2 separate regions of the Sus scrofa genome follow, and region 2 is linked to region 1. A link is a contact called in public HiChIP or PLAC-seq data. All regions are on one chromosome and are shown on one strand. Each heading gives the region's core, a stretch centred on a gene start, on an enhancer-like site or on the middle of the called end of the contact. The rest is flanking DNA. Distances are from core to core; before and after follow the strand shown.

Evidence for each region. HiChIP or PLAC-seq counts read pairs in DNA pulled down with a chosen protein or histone mark.
Region 2: a contact with region 1 is called in an H3K27ac HiChIP or PLAC-seq map of alveolar macrophages. The contact joins the promoter of RPS12 here to the promoter of SLC2A12 in region 1. A contact is called at or near these places in 2 of 2 datasets of contacts at active chromatin or transcription factors (alveolar macrophages and skeletal muscle).

Annotation. Positions count from the first base shown.
Region 1 is chr1:29,833,992-29,838,199 of Sscrofa11.1, reverse strand. It overlaps SLC2A12 (solute carrier family 2, facilitated glucose transporter member 12), which reads right to left and starts at 2,199. Exons shown (of 5, transcript XM_003121191.6): 1 at 1,926-2,199. The coding sequence starts at 2,040.
Region 2 is chr1:30,921,382-30,925,589 of Sscrofa11.1, reverse strand. It overlaps RPS12 (ribosomal protein S12), which reads left to right and starts at 2,198. Exons shown (of 6, transcript NM_214363.1): 1 at 2,198-2,230; 2 at 2,366-2,416; 3 at 2,606-2,722; 4 at 3,650-3,752; 5 at 4,196-4,208. The coding sequence starts at 2,403. It overlaps SLC18B1 (MFS-type transporter SLC18B1), which reads right to left and starts at 1,873. Exons shown (of 15, transcript XM_013988257.2): 1 at 1,595-1,873.

The sequences.
Region 1 (4,208 bases), core at 950-3,449:
ATAATAAAAGTTAATTAAAAAATTAAAAATTTGGATTTCTCTTGTGACACCATGGGTCAGGGATCCAGTGTTGTCACTGCAGTGGCTCTAGTCACTGCTGCTGTGCCCATTTGATCCCTGGCCTGGGAATTTCCAAATGCCACAGGTGCGGCCATAAAAATAAAAATGACATGTAAAAGAAAATTATGGTATTTATTCATTTATTTCCAACAACATAAACAGTTGCACTTTAAATTGAATTTCGTGTGTATATTCAAACTGTACAAGCACACATACATCTTCCCTTCCTTTGGGATCTTTGTGAACTTGGGCAATTTAACCTATTGAGAGTATTGTACTTTCAAAGCCATATCAAGACTGCATAGTCCATTTGTAATTGTTATTGTCGAGGCCTCTACAGGACAAAGTTTCTTTCATCTTCTTTGTGATATTTATCGTTGACTATATAGTTACCCCCCTTTTTTTTTCTTTTTAGGCTGCCCCTGCAGCATATGGAAGTTCCCAAGCTAGGGGTTGATTCGGAGCTGCATCCATTGGCCTACACCACAGCCACCGCGACGCCAGATCTGAGCTGCCTCTGCAAACTATGCCACTGCTTATGGCAACACCAGATCCTTAACCCTCTGAGCGAGGCTGCATCCTCAGGGATATAGTTGGATTTTTAACCCACTGAGCCACAACAGGAACTCCCTAACCCATTTGTTGATATCACCATCTCAGCTCGCCCTACAACTCAATCTTGTCGGAATTCAGAGAGAAGAACTTGGCCGCTCTTTCTCTTTACCTCCAGTGCCAGTTGCCTTTGTCTGCTCTTAGACTTAGGAACCAAAGATCGCACTTAGAGAGAAAGGCAAAGAAGAGAGGCCTGGGCCCACAGAAAGGTGACCCTAGATATTGATTCTTGATTAGAAGGTCGGAAGCGGAGGCAGGCTGAGTGGGGGGGGGGGCAGCTCGTGCCTCTCTGACAGGGGTCGTGGAGTCAATTCCAAGATCAGACAAACCCACGATGCAAACATAAATATACAGATCCTTCCCAAGGTGAAAGGTAAATCCCTTTTGTATCGTTTAGTGTTTTGGACCATTCATGAAATTCCAATATATGGCCTGGGACAGTATTACTGATTACAGGGAGCAGAGCGGAGGGAAGCAGTGGGAAGGAGACCTTATTTGTGTTTGATTTCATTTCGTGTTATGATGAGTTTCTATTGCTTTGATTACAAACGAACCGACTAGGGAGAGGCGACTAAAAGTGTGCCAGGTGTCTGTGAAAATTGTAAATGTGGAAGCCAAGAAAGGCAGTGGATTTAACAAAGAGAACAAATGAATTAAAACTTTTCCAAATTTCACCTCTGGAAGGAAGAGTATGACATAAACCTCAATCCGAAAGTCCAGTTTTAAAGAAAGCAGGCACAAGGAAGCAGAGATTTTAGGGTGTAAATAATGCTCACATTCATTACAAACAGATGCTGGGAACTTAAAAAGAAAGTTGTGTTTGATGATTATGTAACTAATAATTTTATGAAGCCTCCTTAAAATGTTTTTTTAAAAATGGTGGTTGTAAAGCCCAGTTGTTATGGATTATCTGTTTGGGACAATAACTGGAAAAGTGTGTGTATGTGTACATGGGTGCGTTTGCACGTGTAATTCTCTTGCCAAACAATTTCCCCAAATGAAAAAGATTTATACATCATGTGGTCAAAACGGAGGATGAGACCCGGCTGATGAGTAGCGAGACTTCAATCTTCACGTTAGAGCTCCTTGTCATTCCTCCCACCAGATCCTGTCCCCTCTTCTGCAGGCACCTAGCAAGCTCACGTGTACACACACACGCACACGCACGCATACACACACACACACACACACAGTGAGACACGCATCCAGCTGGCTCCTCTCGCGGTTCCCCGCGCCTGGCTGCCTCGCTTTACCTCTCGCCCAGGGAGGATGCCGGCCGCCGCTGGCTCTGTCGCTGCCATCAGTCTCGGCTGCTCGCCCCTTCGGTTTCAGCAGACTGGGGCCCTCTGCGTTTTCAACAGGTACCATGGTCACGTAGAAGTTACAGCCGTTCCCTCGGCACCAAACCACCCCGACTTCCCCCACTGACAGAAGCAGTCACTTTCCCCATGGTCGCATGCTAAAGAAAGGTGAAAGGAAAAAAAAAAAAAAAAAAAAAAAAAAAAAAAAAAAACTTCGGGCAAAGCCAATGTGATTTGTGACCAACTTTGTTTCTATTTCCGAAAGCTTTGCCCTTTTCGGTGACACAGGCTGTTGCTATTCCAAGCAGCCTATCACAGGCAGTGGGAGGGCCGAACCTCAGAGGATTGTTTTTGCCTTCAGATGCAGAGTTGGAAGCCGAGGGTTTCCAGGCTTGGGAACTGACAGCGTTTGGCCACTAGCTGGGGGGTAGTTAGCTCTTGTATTCCTGCACCTTTGAAAAGAGGCAGAGAAAAGAAACAGGCAGATGCAAACGGCAGGCTCAGTGCGAGGGCCCAGGAGACTCCCAGATGGTGTTAGTTAATCTTGCAGAGGCAGGAACAGTTTCTGCAAAGACATTCCAGAAGGGAGAGTGTGTCAAATTTTCAGCCAAGAGTGTTATGCCCAGAGAGTCGTGGCACGTCTGACACTTCACAGCTTCAACAAAGCACGAAACAGTATCTTTGTTTCAACCTGATTTTGCCCTAGGTGAATGCCTCCTTCACTCTCTCTCTCCAAGACCTGTCAAACAAATCAAGGCCTGAGACGGAGAGTATGGAAACTCAGAATGTACAGATTGTTGGGACTTTTTTGTAGCCTGCTGTTACAGCAAAGTAATCCAGTTTATTTATGCATAGTTGTCTTTAAGGGAGGAACTATCCCAGAGTCTTCTGTTGCTTGTGTGATAGCCTTCTAGTAGGAGGAGGAGGGTATGTCCAACTCAGAGAGACCAGACTAAATGGGTCTTTGTGTGGGTGTGGCATCATCCCATCGTCATCCAATCGGAAACAAAATCAGGGCTGGAGAAGAAGAATATATCTTCCCCCCTGATTTGTGACTATATTTATAGAAAAGTCCTTATAGCGTTATGACATTTTACCTTCAGTTATATATTTAGCAAATCATATTTATTGAAAAAAGAAGAGAAATTGGGATCCTTTTAGAAAAGCTTAAAGAGTGAAAACCAAAATTTATGGAGCACTAATTATGTGCCAGAAATTATGCTAAGGGCATTAACTCAAATGATTCTTTTGAAAAAAAAACCTAAAACAAAACAAAACGACAACTTGTGAGGCAGGTACCCATGTTACAGAGCAGAAAATAGAGGCTAAGTGACTTATCTCTAACATCACAACTAGTCAGGCAGGGAGCTGAGACCACGAAGCCACGTGGTCTAATGCAGTAATTCTCCCATAGCCTAACTCTCCCAGCCTTGTCCTTCTCTGATTTTCTCTGTTTCCTTCCCTGCCACCCGTTCTTGACCTAAAGAAGATGCCATGAGATACAGCTTTGCGTTCTAGTCATTCCTCTGGACAGAGAAACGAGCTTGTGCTAGTATGGGCAGAAGGTGAACCAGGCAGAACTCACTTCCTGCATTTCGTGCTGGATCCTAACACGGCTCTCAGTTAACTCATCATTTGTACATTTCCTTTGCTCATCATTAGATGTTTCTGTACCTTTCTTATCCCTCAGATAATAAAATAGCAAACGGAAACAAACCTGAACATTTCAACTAGTATTTATGATGCACCTGCCACATGTTTACAGCTTGTGCTGGAAAATAGAAGTTCTCTCTCTCTCTTTTTTTTGACATAATGGAAGTTTCCAGGCTAGGGGTGGAAGGTGAGCTGCAGCCGCCCGCTTACACTACAGCCACAGCAATGCCAGATTCAAGCCTCGTCTGTGACCTACATCACAGCTCACGGCAACGCTGGATCCTTAACCAACTGAGCGAGTCCTCATGGATTCTAGTTGGGTTTGTTTCTGCTGAGCCACAACAGGAGCTCTGGGAAATGGACGTTCTTTAAGCATCGCCCAGCCCCTTTCTGATTACATACAAGGTGAATGAAATCCTACAGATCAGCTTGTTCCCACTAAAGCATGTGGGCTACAATGATGCTTTGGTTTTTCTTTGTTCTCAGAATGTGTTATCATTGTAGGAGCAACAGTTTTATCCCTGAGACACACTCATTTCTCTCGGGCTCTCTGTATTCTCTTGGCTTCTTTTGGCTCAAAAT
Region 2 (4,208 bases), core at 949-3,448, 1.1 Mb before region 1:
CATTATAGTTTCTAAAACAAACTTCAGAATTTTTTTCACATGTATTTTATTTTATTGTTACTTTTTGATTTTTAGGGCCACACCCTCAGCATATGGAAGTTACTGGGCTAGGGGTCACATTGGAGCTTGCAGGAGGAAGCAAAGAAGAAAAGTGATATTTATAGGGATGCCTCTGTTTACAAGAAACCTTTTTTTTTTTTTTGGCTTTTTAGGGCCACACACGCAGCATATGGAGGTTCCCAGAATCCAAGCTGTGTCTGTGACCTACACTACAGCTCATGGCAACACTAGATCCTAAAGGATCTAGTTAATACCCACTGAGCAAGGCCATGGATGGAACTTGAGTCCTCAGGGATACTAGTTGGGTTCATCATGGTGAGGAACTGCTCATATGTATTTTAGATACACATTTGTGTACGTTTTCAAAGTATTATAATCTGCTGGTCAGAGAGTGACTCTAGCTACTAGGCTCTATTTAGTTGTCTTTCAACTCGGGCAATATCTAAAATCAAGAGGATGCGACCTTAAAATAGGGAACTAGAATCTACGTTAGATAATCCTTGAATCACCAGTGTGTGCCCTTTGACCTCATCTCTGGTATTAGAACCACTTCTATAACTAAGACATCAAAACTAAACTGTAGCTCCAGTTCTAGGAAGGGAGGTTTCAAATTGATAGAAAAGGCATGTATTAAGGGAAAATATTAAGGCCCATACCTGAGTCTACAGAATAGGTTACTATGAGCTGCTAGAAGACAGAAACCCAGTCAGCTTGGTTAGTACTATACTGGGAAAAATTGCATCTGCCAAGAAGTATTTAATTTGACCACAAACATTAGAGCAGCAAGAATAAGTATTTTCATCGTTATAAACTCTGCAGGGCTTTTTTTTAAAGCAAAAAAAAAAAAAAAAACGCTCAATAATTAAATGAATAAGCAAAGTGAACTATTTTTTTAGGATGACTTATGGATGGAAAGAAGCTGGTTCAACACTTAAAAATGAACACTTGAAAGCTAAAAATGAACTGTATCAACTTATTAAAATTCCAGTATATCATTATTCTGGCTAACTCTCCCTCACACTCTTATTATGTGACTTATTTTTGTTATCTTCACAGTACTCAAGTTACCTGTCTCTGTTCACTGTATGCATAGTGCTGGCACCTATCAAATGCCTAATAATTGCTAACTAGTTTGGCACTTGTCAGGAGAATAAGTTTAAACAGGAGAAAAAGGACTGTGCCAATTACATTTGGCTGTATTTCAGATATTTGCGTTGGTGGGGAATGGCCCACCAATGTAACATTCAAAATGTTGCTTCCCGAAAAGTCAGAGTTAAAACTGGATTCCACTCCTAATTTCGCCAGTCCGGAAAGGCGAAATGAATGCCAGATTTCTCAAAGACCACGATTTCATCTCTATATTCCCAGACCCTGTCTCTACGTCTGCTACATTGTAGGTGTTTCAAATGCACCTGCTGAATCCCGATTTGGGCGGGAATACGAATTCAGGGGACAATTTAGTGTTTTTTATTTTTATTTTCAAACCCCAAACTTCGTTTAGAACCAACTGCGTTAGAAAACCATTACCAAATACCTGGCTGGCCAGACGTTCCAGTTAACAGCCGGCGGGAAAGTGGAATTTTCGATTTGCTTAGAAGTAACGAAAACGTGTTGACTTTCGTTTTATGAAAACGCACGGGCGCGCGCAGATCACCCAAAGAATGATAAATTCACCAGCATTCAGAGTGACTTAAAGAGCGAAGTGAGAGAGTGTGCTGCTCAGGGAAGGCCCATTAGTGGAGTCGAAATTACAACCACGGTGTCTTAAGCGTTAAAACTGGGGCTGCGATTGCTCCAGGACTCGGGGCCTTGCAAGACCACATTGGCAGGAGGGCTTGGCCCTTCTCGCGCACCGTAGGACGAGCTCTCTGGGCCTCCGTAGGCCCCACCCTCGGCGTGGAAAAACTTTGGGAAGCTGCCCGCGTTAGTGCCTGCTGCGTGGGCCTAAGACCGGCCGAGCAGAGTCAGAAGACTAGTAGGACCCCTGCCACAGAACCGCTTCAATCCGGAAACAGAAATTCTCGAGGCCCGGCACTGCTAAAGCCAGCTCTTCCCTGGGAGGGAGTGCACATGCGCATAGGGGTCCTGGGAAACCCTTAAATACCGTCATGCGGGAGCCTACATTCTCTTTCCCTGCCGCCGCCGAGTCGCGCGGAGGCGGAGGCTCGGGGTGAGTAGAGCAAGGCGAGAGTGGTGTTTGCGGAGTGTGGCTCAGTGTTTTTCAGATGAGATTGGCGATAAGTGTTTAGGTCTAAACCCAGTTTGTTAACCAGGATTTTCTTTTCTTTTTTTTTTCCTATTGCAGTGTGCTCAAGATTCGGTTCCACCCGTAACCCACCGCCATGGCCGAGGAAGGGTGAGCTCAGGGTTGGGGTGGCGAAACGGGCGAGGCGCGGGCCGCGAGCCCGCAGCGTGGGTTCTGGGTTTGCTGTGGCGCTCTACGCGGCTATGATCTAATCTCGCCAACGACTGTTTTGTCCAAAGCATTAGATGGTGTGCGGAGGTTTTTTGATTTTTTTTCTTTTTTTTAACTCTTCCGTGTTAGCATTGCTGCTGGAGGTGTAATGGACGTTAATACTGCTCTACAAGAGGTGCTGAAGACCGCCCTCATCCATGATGGCCTAGCACGTGGAATTCGCGAAGCTGCCAAAGCCTTAGACAAGTACGTGTATCAGTCTCAATACTGTGGGGTGTTGGATCTGGAACAAAACTGCAGCCAAGGGAAGAGAGCGTGAAGTTCATGCTGTTAGCACAAAAGTTGTGAATGGCATCCGTTCTACAGGAAACCTAGGAAAAGGTATAAACTTAGATCTTTTAACGGCCCACTTAAAAGGGTGTAGGTTTGGAGTGGGGGTGCGCCCTTGCTTCTTAAAATGGAACTACAGCGTTTGAGTGATGACTTAAATTGTCGGATACCCCTTCACTCTTTCCATGAGTGAAATCTAATAGTCTGACAAACCTGTAGGTTGTGGGGCTATTAATGCACTGTTAACTAGGGAATCCATAAGAACCTTCATTAATACATGTAGATTTTGAACTATTAACATGGCAGAAGTACCTGGATTTTTAGGTGAACTCAATAAGTGTTTTAGCTGTAGAGGTCATTGTGAGTGTGGGACATTTATAAATTGGTTAGGTTTTTGGAGTGGTTACATTGGCAAAGCAACTATTTAATTGAGGTGAATTTAAATGATCTTTAAGGGTACTAAGATGTGTGAGTTTCTGTTCTGTTAATTGTAGTACACTGGCCAGTTGAGTCCAGTGGAAATAGCATTCCTTGTTGGAAATACCTGGTATGGATTTCCTGCACTATTTGTACCTTGACAATACTGAGCAGTGTTACTGTCTGGGTTAGTAATGGGTAACTAATGAGTAAGTTAGTTTTTACATACAAACTTTATATTATTAATTACTGAATCAGAAATGTTTCAGTGGAGGAAGTGAATGTTTTGTGGCAGCTACATCAGCTTGAAGTTGTGTTCTCAGCGTGCTTCTTCTGTTAGTCACTGTGGCTAGTGCAAAGAACTCTTGTAAAAGTGCGGTAGTGGATTTAGACCTGACTTGGTTTCTGTTGGGTTTTGCATTTCAGGCGCCAAGCCCATCTTTGTGTGCTTGCATCCAACTGTGATGAGCCAATGTATGTCAAGTTGGTGGAGGCCCTTTGTGCTGAGCACCAGATCAACCTAATTAAGGTAAGTTAGCCATCTAACTTGCTGTCTTGACTGTTTAAATTCTCTAGGTTAATGAAAATTGGGCCAGTTAGGGTCGTGTTTCCAGATAATGATAGCTAATGACTCATAGCAGAGCAAATTCTGCAAAGAGCTCTTTGCTTTCTGCAGGTGTGAAAAACTTCACAAACTTGACAATTGTTAGATATGTTAAAGGTAGTTTTAGAAGCATTTTATTCCCACAGAATTAAATGCTAATTTTGATGTTGCCATAGAAAAAACTAGGTAGGAGGTCTTGGTGCTGCTGTACATGATGACAACTGGCTCCCTCTACTGAACTTCTATGAGGAAACTGCCATGTCACCCTATCTGACTACAGCTGCCTTTCATTTGATGTGTCCGTCAATAGCATTCATGTCTACTAGTGGTGATTTTTTTTTTTTTTTAATTGTTGTTTCCCTCAATAGGTCGACGACAACA